Regions from separate parts of the Mus musculus genome. Here region 1 is linked to region 2. Evidence: chromatin contacts called from public HiChIP or PLAC-seq data. All regions are on one chromosome and are shown on one strand. The core of a region is the stretch at or near the end of the contact, and the rest is flanking DNA. Distances in the headings are between cores, read along the strand shown. Region 1 overlaps Tead4 (TEA domain family member 4). Region 2 has its middle 11 kb from the start of Gm52879.

Region 1 (5,171 bases), core at 907-3,406, 200 kb after region 2:
GTGGTTAAGAACACTGACTGCTCTTCCCTAGGTCCTGAGTTCAAATCCCAGCAAACACATGGTGGCTCACAACCATCCATAATGAGATCTGACTCCCTCTTCTGGAGTGTCTGAAGACAGCTACAGTGTACATTCACTGCCCGGCTAATTTCAACTTATCAAAAAAGGAGAGAGGGGAGGGGGAGGCAGAAGGAAGGGAAGAAAAACCAAAACACGCTACGAGGGTATTTTTCCATGTGTATATTTGATTGACTACTTGAGGTCCTAGGGATTGAAGACAGAGCCTCACACACATGCTGGGCCAGCGTTCTACATTAAGCTCATTACCAATCCTCTTCTTACCTTGTGAGATGGGCTCTTGCTGCCCTCAAATATATTGTAAAGCCCAGACAGGCCCTGAATTTGTAATCCTCCTGCCTCAGCCTCTGGATTGCAAATCTGCACCACCAGGCCTGGCCTGTAGTATTTTACCATAAGAACTGTTTATCTGTTGGGTTTGAGGTGTGGGCTTGCTCTACAGACACACAGACACACACACACAGACACAGACACACACAGACACACACACACACACACACACACACAGAGTCCTTGGACCTATGGTGCTTTTGCCTCAGGTGCTGGGTTACAGACAACTACCACCTTATCTCTGTTCCTTGGCATTTAAAAGTCATTAAAAAGCCAGGAAAGATGACACACCTTTAATTCCAAGAGGCAAAGGCAGGATACCAGTGAGTTCAAGACCAGCCTGATCTACATAGCAGATTCAAAGTCAGCCAGGGCTACATAGTAAGACCCTGAGAAAAAAGGAGGGGAAAAAAAAAAGAGTCAGGAAGAAAAAACGATGTGACGGAGAAGGCACTTCAGGGGACCCCAAAGTACAGATGACAAAGAAAGGTGGCTTGTTTGTAGTTGGAAATGAAGTTGACCAAACAAGAAAGTTTCCTGTCAGCGGTGGGTGGATGGTTCCTGGAGAATAGAGGAAGGAGAACGAGCAGGGGAAAGAAAACAAGCGAAGGGGCCGGCCCTGGGCACAGGCCCACTTACTCAGCCAGAAAAACTGACCCCAGAGTGACTTTCTAAAGATGAGGCCGGCTTGCTGGAGATGGGAAAGAGGCCTTCTACTGTGTGTGTGTGTGTGTGTGTGTGTGTGTGTGTGTGTGTGTGTGTGTGTGGTGTGTGTATGTGTGTGTGTATGCATGTGTATGGTGTGTGTGTGTGTATTTGTGTGTATCTGGGGGAGTGTCTGTGTGTGTGTATCTGTGGGAGGGGGTGTCTGTGTGTCTGTGTGTGTGTATGTAGGTGTCTGTAGGGGTGTTTGGTGGGGGTGTGGTGTGTCTGTATTTGTCTGTGTGTGTCTGTGGAGGGTGTGTGTCTGGGTGTGTCTGTGAGGGTGTATGTGTCTGTACGTGTGTGTGTCTCTATGTGTGTGTCTGTGTGTCTCTGTGTGTGTCTCTCTCTCTGTGTCTCTCTGTGTGTGAATCTATGTGTGTGCCTCTGTGTGTGTGTGTGTGTGTGTGTGTGTGTGTGTGTGCTATGACTTGGGAAGGGTTTGGCTCAGTGAACTAGCACCTGCCTTTCACAGATCTCCTGTCTCCATCCCAGCAATGCACAGATGGGATCAAGCCAAACCTAGGTGTCCCAGTGCCTACAATCACCACTAACTGGGCCTTCATTCTGATTTCGATTAGAATCTAGTTTACTTAAAAGACGCTTCCAGAGTTCCAACTTAGCTCTTATCAGCTATGTGGCTGCTCAGCTCCTTGAGTGTCCACTTGCATGCAATGAGCCAGACAGAGTTTGAACCTTAGCAACAAAAATTGTAGCCAGGTATGGTGAATTAATGCCTGTAATCCCAGAATTCTGGGGACTGAGGCAGGAAGAGAGCCCCAAATTCAAGACCAATCTGTAAACTCATCCAAAATATAACCATGCCGCTAGTGGTGAGGGTTCGGGTGTCCTGGCCTGTTGGTAGGTAGTTCTGAGCTACTCAGGCAAGGCTCCAGATGAACCCCAGGTCTCTAAAACCAACAAACCAATACATAAACAATGTGAATCCATCAGAGCCTGGCCGTGAGTACCAGGGTACTGCCTTGGAGTTACAGCAGCGTTGCAGGGAGGGGCGGAGGAGGGGGAGGCTGTGTGTGAATCAGGAGGAATGAAAGGCAGAGCCGTAAGTGGGCGGGGAAGCACTTGGGGAAAGGAAACCCGGGCGGAGCCTCACGTGGGAGAGGTGGGAAGGGAAGCTCCCAGACCCAGAGAAATGGAGGGAGATAAGAGTCTTAAGAGACCACAGGGCTCAAGCTCAGCCTGAGCGTGGCTGCGGAGGACACCCTACTCATATCAGCACCCCAGCCTCTGTTCTTCGGAAACTTCGGAGCCAGACCCAAGCTAGCCTTTCCAAACAGCTGAGCTGTGGGTGTCTGCCGACCTGTCCCTAATACCTCCAGGAAGTGGGTCACAGCAACTGGCTTCCACACCCCTCCACCCTCAGTCTGGGGCCTCACAGTGGGCAACAAGGCCATGAGGAAACACGCTTTTACACCCCTGGAAACGGGCTGGAGGGGGGGGGGCGGGGGAGAATTAGACTCAAGTTTGCCATAGACTGCTGGAACCTCTAGAAAGCTTACACTGGGCCTCTTTGAACTCCAAAAAGAAAAGGTCAAGACTGTGGAATAGTATTCAGATATGAAAAAAGGCACTTGCTATCAAGCCATGGGGGAAGAGTCTGAAAAGATGAGTCTCTGCCTTCTCAACCATCCTAGAAACGACAAAACACGGGGGGCTCACAAACCCAGAGAAACTGAGGAAGATAAGAGTCTTGAGAGACTGTAGTTTCAAGCTCAGCCTAAGAGAGGTGGGAGAAGGACGCCCGCCAGCTCAGATCAGAGACACGGCTCTGTGGGTGACAATACTTGCTGGGCAAATGCTTGAGTTGAGATTTCACAGACCTGCACCTCCCAGGGCAGGAGGGAAGAGGAGGGGAGGACGGACAGATCTCTGGGGCTTGCTAGCCACTACCCCATCACCAGGTTCAGGAAGACCCTGTCTCAAGGGGATAAAGTGAAGCATGAGGTTATCTGGAGTTGGGGTAAAGATGAAAAGGACTTTTAGGGCTGTGGAATTCTCCTGCCTGGTACTGCCATGGTGAGTACATACCGTTATGCGGGCTCTGAGCCCCAGAGTAAGCCTTTCTGCAAGCTGTCTGCCTGCTAACACCAGCTCAGCTATCCCATGGGCACCACACTGACTTGAGATATTAGCAATCAGAAAAACTGGGGGAAGAGGCATAAATCTGGGGCCTCTCTACTTTCTCCTCCATTGTCTATAAACTCCAAATGGAAACATATTTAAGGTTTCCTTTGTTACTTTGATTATGTGTATGCACAGATGTCTGTGCCTGGTGGCTACGTGCACGTGCGTGTCAGAGGGTGTCAGATCCCCCAGCGCTCGAGTTGAGATCCTGAGCTGGGACACAGAGCTGGGACACGGGTGCTGGGAAGTGAACTAAGATCCTCTGCAAAAGCAACGCAGGCCTTTAGCTTTTAACCACTGAGCCATCTCTCCGGCCCCCAAACTGTTATTTTTTAAACCTAGTTACTGGGTTTGGTGCAGGAGACAGAGTCAATCTGCAAGCTTGAATCTCTGTGAGTTTGAAGCCAGCCTGGTCTACTGACCAAGTTCCAAGCCAACCACAGCTCCATAGTGAAAGGGGGGAAAAAAGTCTATTTAGGGCCAGAAAGATGGTCCAGTAGGTAAAGGTACCTGCAGCCAAGCTTTCAATCTCCAGGACCCACATGGTAGAAGAGAACGGACTCCCATCATGCATCCCCTGGGGCAGATGCTGCACACACTAAGGTTTACTCCCCAGCCTTAGGTTGGGCTAGCCCTCAGTTACTCCCCCAGGCACTCGGGGCTACCCTTATCCATCCAGGATCTGAGGTGAAGCACAAACCAGTAGCTGGAGCTCGGTCCCTCACTAAGTTCAAGACCTTCATGGAGAAGGAACACTCTACCATGACAGAGCCATGCCCCCCAGTACACACGAAGGCCCAGCTCCAAAAAAAGATAGGAGGCAGCATCCATCTAGCCTTGGCTCGTTTACCATAGAAATGTCTGAGAGCCAAGAGATGGGGAAGAAGACAGAGACACTGGACCAAGGTTACCAAATCAGAGGAGCCACCCTGACCCAGAAAACTCACCCCACTGAGTCCCACTGAGTCTCAGCCACACCCCCAGCACCCCTGAAGGCCTGCCAAGCACCCCACCTCCCATTCCAGAACAAATGGTCATTCCATTTGGAAATAAGGCCATGTAAATGGCTGAGGTGCAGGCTGGGGCAATAGCTTTGTTTTTTTCTGGGTGGAGATAGATTTGCCTGACCCACCATGCATGAAAGACCAGGTACCTAACACTGGCCAGCCAGAGAGGATGCCCACCGGAACCTGAGCCTCTTCCTCTGAAGTGGGTTCTACAGCGGGTGCTAAGCCAGGAGCAGTCGTTCACGGGTGATGGTGGGGTTGACGATGGGGGAGGGGGAGGGGTAGCACTGTTCTACCTCTTCTCTATAGACCACCCAGGTTCCATCCACAGCACCCACATGGCGGCTTCCCACCTCCTAGGGGGCACCAAGCACACGTATGGTACACAGACGGAGACACACAAAAATAAATAAATAAATCTTAAAAAGATCAGACAGACCCTTCACTATAGTTATACGCAAATGAGTTATAATCAAATGAGATGTTCAACATCATTAACCATTAGAAAATATAAAACATGGCTGGAAAGACAGCTCAGCAGTTAAGAGCACTGGCTCTTCTTACAGGGACCCAGCTCCTGTTCCTAGCACCCATGAGGTGGCTCACAACCACCTTTAACTGCAATTCCCAAAGGATTTTTTTCTGTCTGTTTTGTTGTTGTTGTTGTTGCTGTTGCTGCTGCTGCTGTTGTGGCAAGGTTTTCTTTGTGTAGCCCTAGCTGTCCTAGAACTTGCCCTGTAAGCCAGGTTACCTGCCTCTCTCTCTGCGCAACTACTGCCCAACCCAGGATCTTATGCAACTTCTGGCCCCCGTGGGCAGCAGACACACAAGTGGTACAGCATACACATAGAACAAATAAATAGCAGCAACACCCTGCTGGGAGGCTGAACGTGGAACACACTCACGTGT
Region 2 (4,861 bases), core at 216-2,715:
CCAGCTTGACATAAAGACTTGCTCTAGGTCCTCCTGCGCCCCACCTTAAAACCTCCATGGGATCTCACACCATAAGCTCCAGAATACCCTTCTCATCTGCAAGCCAGTTACCCACCTTCTTCACACACACACACACACGCACGCACGCACGCACGCGCACACACACACACACACACACACACACACACCTGCAAATAGTTCAGAACTGACTCAGGCCCTTCACTGCGTAACTCCCCTGGTCTCCTTAACATCCTATACCAGACCTAAAGTCCAGCATGGCCTCCCAAGAAGCCATGCCTATGCAGGGATTATCTCTGTGCCTGGGCAGGAGGGGGTGCCGGGGCAGCACGTTCTTAGCCCATCTGGGCAAAAGGCAAGCTTTTCCCTCCCTGGGTTGACCCAGAGCCCCAAAGCCTAGGATGAACACACTTCTGATTCTAGCGATGGTTACAGCCCCCTCACTGCCCTGTATCCTGCTCCACAAGACAAGGCCTCTGCTTGCAACAGCATCCCCCCTTGATGCCAGATACCTAAAATCAAGGCTAATCCAGAGCCACCCCAGAAAACCAACCAGGAAATACCATGGCCCCATGGTGACATCCACTCCCAGGCAGTGCTGGTGGCTGCCCTGAGATGTCTACCCTTCTGTAGTCCAAATAAGCAGACTTTCCCCTTGAAGGGAGAATCAAGAGCCATAGCAATGCAAGGGCAAGATCTGCAGCAAAGGCCTGGCCCAGGCAACCAGCTGGCATCTATAGAGACAGGGCGTGACCTGAGTCCCACATGTCACCTGCAGGAGCCAGAGATTCATGGGTTGTGAGGGGGAGCAAAGCCACCTGAAGGGCGCAGGGAGTCAAGATGATCCCTGTGGTTAAACATGAGATTAAGGGATACGCCAAGAAGGAGCAGGGGAAAACGGAGGTGGGGAGAACGCCAGCATCTCCAAGTCACTGCAAGCCAGGCTGCAGATAACAGAAGACACTCCCACCACCATAGAGACACCGTACACTAAGGCTGGCCTCTTGGGAGCGCCCATGGAATCTAACTCAAACAGGCTGCTGCTCTGCTACCTGATTTAAAAAAAAAAAAAAAAATGCCAGCTCACCCAACACCTGAGCCAAGGCTTCTCTCCTCAACCTCACACATGCAGAGAGAACAGCATGCTGAACCTTCTTCCTTCCCTAGACACTCCCCACCCCCACACAAAGAACAAGGACCATGAAGCTGAAACCTGAGAAGATACCAAGGGGGCAGCAGGAGGCAATTTACAGCTGGGAAAACTGAGCCCTTGGCCAGATGTGGGCCCTGGGCAGGAGGGGGTGGGCTTAACTCTGGGCCTAAGGGCCTAGAGGGGCTCCCCTCTCAGGTCAGCAGCAGCCAGACTTGGTGCTGAGCTGAGAGTCCAGTGAGAGTAGAGAAGAGCAGGACAGGGCAGTGGCCAGGACCTACCCACCTATGGTGCTGGTGACTCAGAGCCATCAGCCAGGGTGAGACATGGGGAGCAGGGTAGGAGAAAGGGAGGCAAAGAGAAGAAGGAACAGAGGGGAGAGGCCAGGAGGAGGTCTGCTGGCTACAACAGAGGTAGAGGGCTTCTTCCCACTCAGGGATCCCGGACGTGGTCAGGAAGAACCAGCTAGAGACCTGCTCACTCTTAGCCAAGCCCTAGGCTCCATCGCCTCCTGAGCACAGAGGGTGTGGATCTCCGGGGCCTCTTGCAGCACTAGACCCTGGAACAAGAGCCAATCCGATACAATCACAATACCAAAGCCAGAAGCCAGAGAACCAGCAAGAACTACCCTTCACCACCAACACAGGATAAACGAAGGACCGAGAGGCCTGGAGAGGTCAAGCGCTATCCTGAAAGTCACACAGCCAGTGAGCAGTACAGTCAGGACCCAGATACCTAAAGTTGGGCTCAGAGACCCAAACTCCCCTCCTCACCAGCCCAGCACAGCCCAGCTCAGCTAAGGGAAGAAAGCTGCCCACTTCAAGAACATCTATGAGGCTGGGAAAAAAAGGGGGTAGGAAGCCAACCCCACTAAGGAAATGCATGCAAAACTCCCTCTGACAAGTAGTGGAATTATTTCCATTGGAAAAAAAATTAATGAAAAACCCTCCCTTACCAGACCCCAGGGGTATTTGGCTGTAAGCTGATGTAATAGGGAGAAAAGAAGCCAAGGGGAAGGAACCCCCCCCCCTACACACACACACACACACACACACACACACACCAGCACGCCTTCTGCCAGAAGCACAACAGGGAAGCTGCAGCTGGAGTTGGGGGGACACAAGCCAAGCAGGATGTTGGAGGCTTGGAAGGAGGCCTAACGCAGCCAAGCTGGCTGGCTGGCTGGCTGGGAGGGAGGGAAGCAGAAGCCTTTGAAATGGGAGCACATGGCGGTACTCCGCTGAGCCCCACATGCAGGTAGGCCCTGGGTGGACACAGACACCAGCACAAAGCCTGTGGAGGGCAGTGGAAGGTGTCTGTGACAAAGCCGGCTGCAGGCAGAGCCGAGAAGCAAAAAGAAGGGGCTGGGAGCCAGGACATCAGGAGGTCAGGACATAACCTGGGATTCGAAGGTGTATACTGGTAGGGAAAAGGACTGTACAAGGACCTCCTTACTGAGCCTGTCACACAGATGGAGGACCGCTGATAAAGTAGGCACGCCTACACAAGGACCTAGGACCCCCACCCCAGCCTGGAACCTCAAAAATACCCAGCAGAGGGCACTGACATGAAGTCATGCCACCATTGCCCCCATCGTGGACAGTGCTTCCACACGGGGAGGCCACCTAGAATGGGGTCCCAGAGAGAGCAACTACCATGGGTAGGGTCTGGGCAGCAACACTAGCTCGATAGGCCAGTTAGAAGTGCAAGGCACACCACCAAACACTCTCATCCCCTACCAGATGCCTACATAGCATCACTAACCAGCGGAAGGCTCTGGCAGCTGGGGCCACCTGGTATCTCCATAGAACAACTAGGGTCCCATCCCTGGCTATGTTTGGGGTACAGACTAATAGGGTACTTAGAGGTAGTAGGTGGGGGTGGTGACAGATCGTGTCCCCATTTCTGGCATCCTGGGAGAATTTCTCTTTCACCCACTAACCCCGCCACGTGCAAAGCTGATCATTACAGGAAGAATAAAAAATGTCCCAGCCTCCGGATCAATGGCCAGTTCAGCGTTTTATCTTGGAAACGTTGAAAATACCCTTGACCTCTCTGAGACTCCAGTTCACGCCATGGGTCTCAAGAGGACAGCCCAGTCCTTGACACAAAACTGTAGGAAAGACATATGAGCCCTGACGCCAGACAAAAACTGCAGACCCAGAAACAACACTCAGAGCACTGAAGACTGAACCTGAAATGGGGTGTGGCTTGGCATCCTGTGGGACTACCCTGCAGAGATCTAAGGCTACACGTGGCTATGACCAGCTGTGGGATGGGGGACTACACCCAGGGGTTGCTGGGAGTAGATGGGCCATGAAATCGGCAGACTCCGCCCACTTCTGGACTCAAGCTGAGCTTCCAGGGAGTTTGCTAGTGCTGTATGTCCCTGCTGCAGGAAAGCTCTGTCCTTGATCTTACAGCACTGCTCTTCCCAGGCTAGTCCTGCCCTAGGCATGACCCCTCCCTCCATGTCTGGCACCAACCACACAGGCTGCCAAGCTGAGGTGGAGGTGGGCAGTCTCAGTTTCCTCAGAGCCCAGTTCTCTGCTTCTGGGCCCCACACAGCCCTGCAACGCACAGCTAGAGTGTAGTCTACAGCAGGAACACCCTACAAAGGGTGTTTGGCCACAGGTAGGGTGCTGAAAGGCCACCTCCAAGCCTGTGACAGTGTCCTGAGACAGCCACTTCTCAAAAGTAGACTGATGCGGCTTCATCTCACTCAGCCTTGCCTCAGAACCATCTAAGAACCTGTGACAAATGTGATTTGAGACTGAGGCAGAGGGCCACATGGCCAGGAAAGCTAGACTGAGTAAAACAACCTGCTGGAAAAAACCAACAGGTTTCCTGCTGCCATCTAGTGGCCAGCACATGGAAGAGCAGGCACCACAACAAGGCCACCAAGAAGTCTCAGGGGCTATATCCCCCTCCCCAACAAGTCCAGACTGAGACTAGGTGACCACAAGTAGAACCCACACAGGAGTCGTGAGTGCCAGATAAAAAAAAAAGTGCAACACCCTCACAAAACAGAAGACCTGCCAGATGTCCATCCAAGGGCTTAGGAGAAAGGGCAGAAAGGCTGGAATGGCGATTGGCCTGAATCGGCAGGCAGCAAAGCATGATGTCAGTCCTGACCATGCCTACTGTCCTGGGTGGCCTTTCCTCCTCTCCTCCTCTGGTTCCTTTCAGCTGTTCTTCCTGTCACTTGCCACAGCCAGGGGCCCCCAGGCTGCGCACTTGTCTTCATGCAGCCCCTCCTTCCCCCATCTGTGCCAGCATCACTGTCTCTTCCATGTCACACACCACCTCCCTCATCCTTCCGCCCTGGGCACCAGTCACTGGCTCACCCATCCATCTTCTCTACTTCTTCGTGTTCACTAGCGGTCGCCCTCCTGTTAGGCAGCTGGCCTCATAGTTCGGCCTACACCTCAGAGACCCTACTTCCAACCTTGGAAGACTGAGGACTCAAAAGAGCTCTAGCTGCTACTGTCCCAAGGCCTCCTTCCTTCTTGTCTTATAGAAGGCCATCTAGCTTCCAGTTTGCTTGTGGGCCTTGAAACCTGAGCGACTGTCAACTCTAAAGCAGCTATCCTGAGAGAAACAGTGGGCCCTCCGGAACCCTGGGCTGTATTGCCCATCCAAGAGGCAAGACAGACATAGTGTGATCTGAGCGCATGCTTCGGTTCACCCCTG

The links. HiChIP or PLAC-seq counts read pairs in DNA pulled down with a chosen protein or histone mark.
Region 1: an HNF4G HiChIP or PLAC-seq map of pancreatic cancer cells shows a contact between it and region 2. The contact joins two enhancer-like sites. A contact is called at or near these places in 1 of 484 Hi-C or Micro-C datasets (palatal mesenchyme), 3 of 115 datasets of contacts at active chromatin or transcription factors (extraembryonic endoderm stem cells, pancreatic cancer cells and trophoblast stem cells) and 2 of 9 other capture datasets (adipose tissue and liver).

The regions. Positions count from the first base shown.
Region 1 is chr6:128,283,780-128,288,950 of GRCm38.p6, forward strand. The region is part of intron 1 of Tead4 (TEA domain family member 4); the gene reads right to left. Among named protein-coding and RNA genes, the nearest start is that of Tead4, 14 kb to the right of the region's middle. Within about 2 kb of position 2,157, at least 153 of the 459 cell types and tissues checked have an H3K27ac peak or open chromatin away from gene starts, as enhancers often do. A contact at or near this core is called in palatal mesenchyme and pancreatic cancer cells, where this site is marked.
Region 2 is chr6:128,087,661-128,092,521 of GRCm38.p6, forward strand. It overlaps a transcript of Tspan9 not described here. Among named protein-coding and RNA genes, the nearest start is that of Gm52879, 11 kb to the right of the region's middle. Within about 2 kb of position 1,466, at least 66 of the 459 cell types and tissues checked have an H3K27ac peak or open chromatin away from gene starts, as enhancers often do. A contact at or near this core is called in palatal mesenchyme and pancreatic cancer cells, where this site is marked.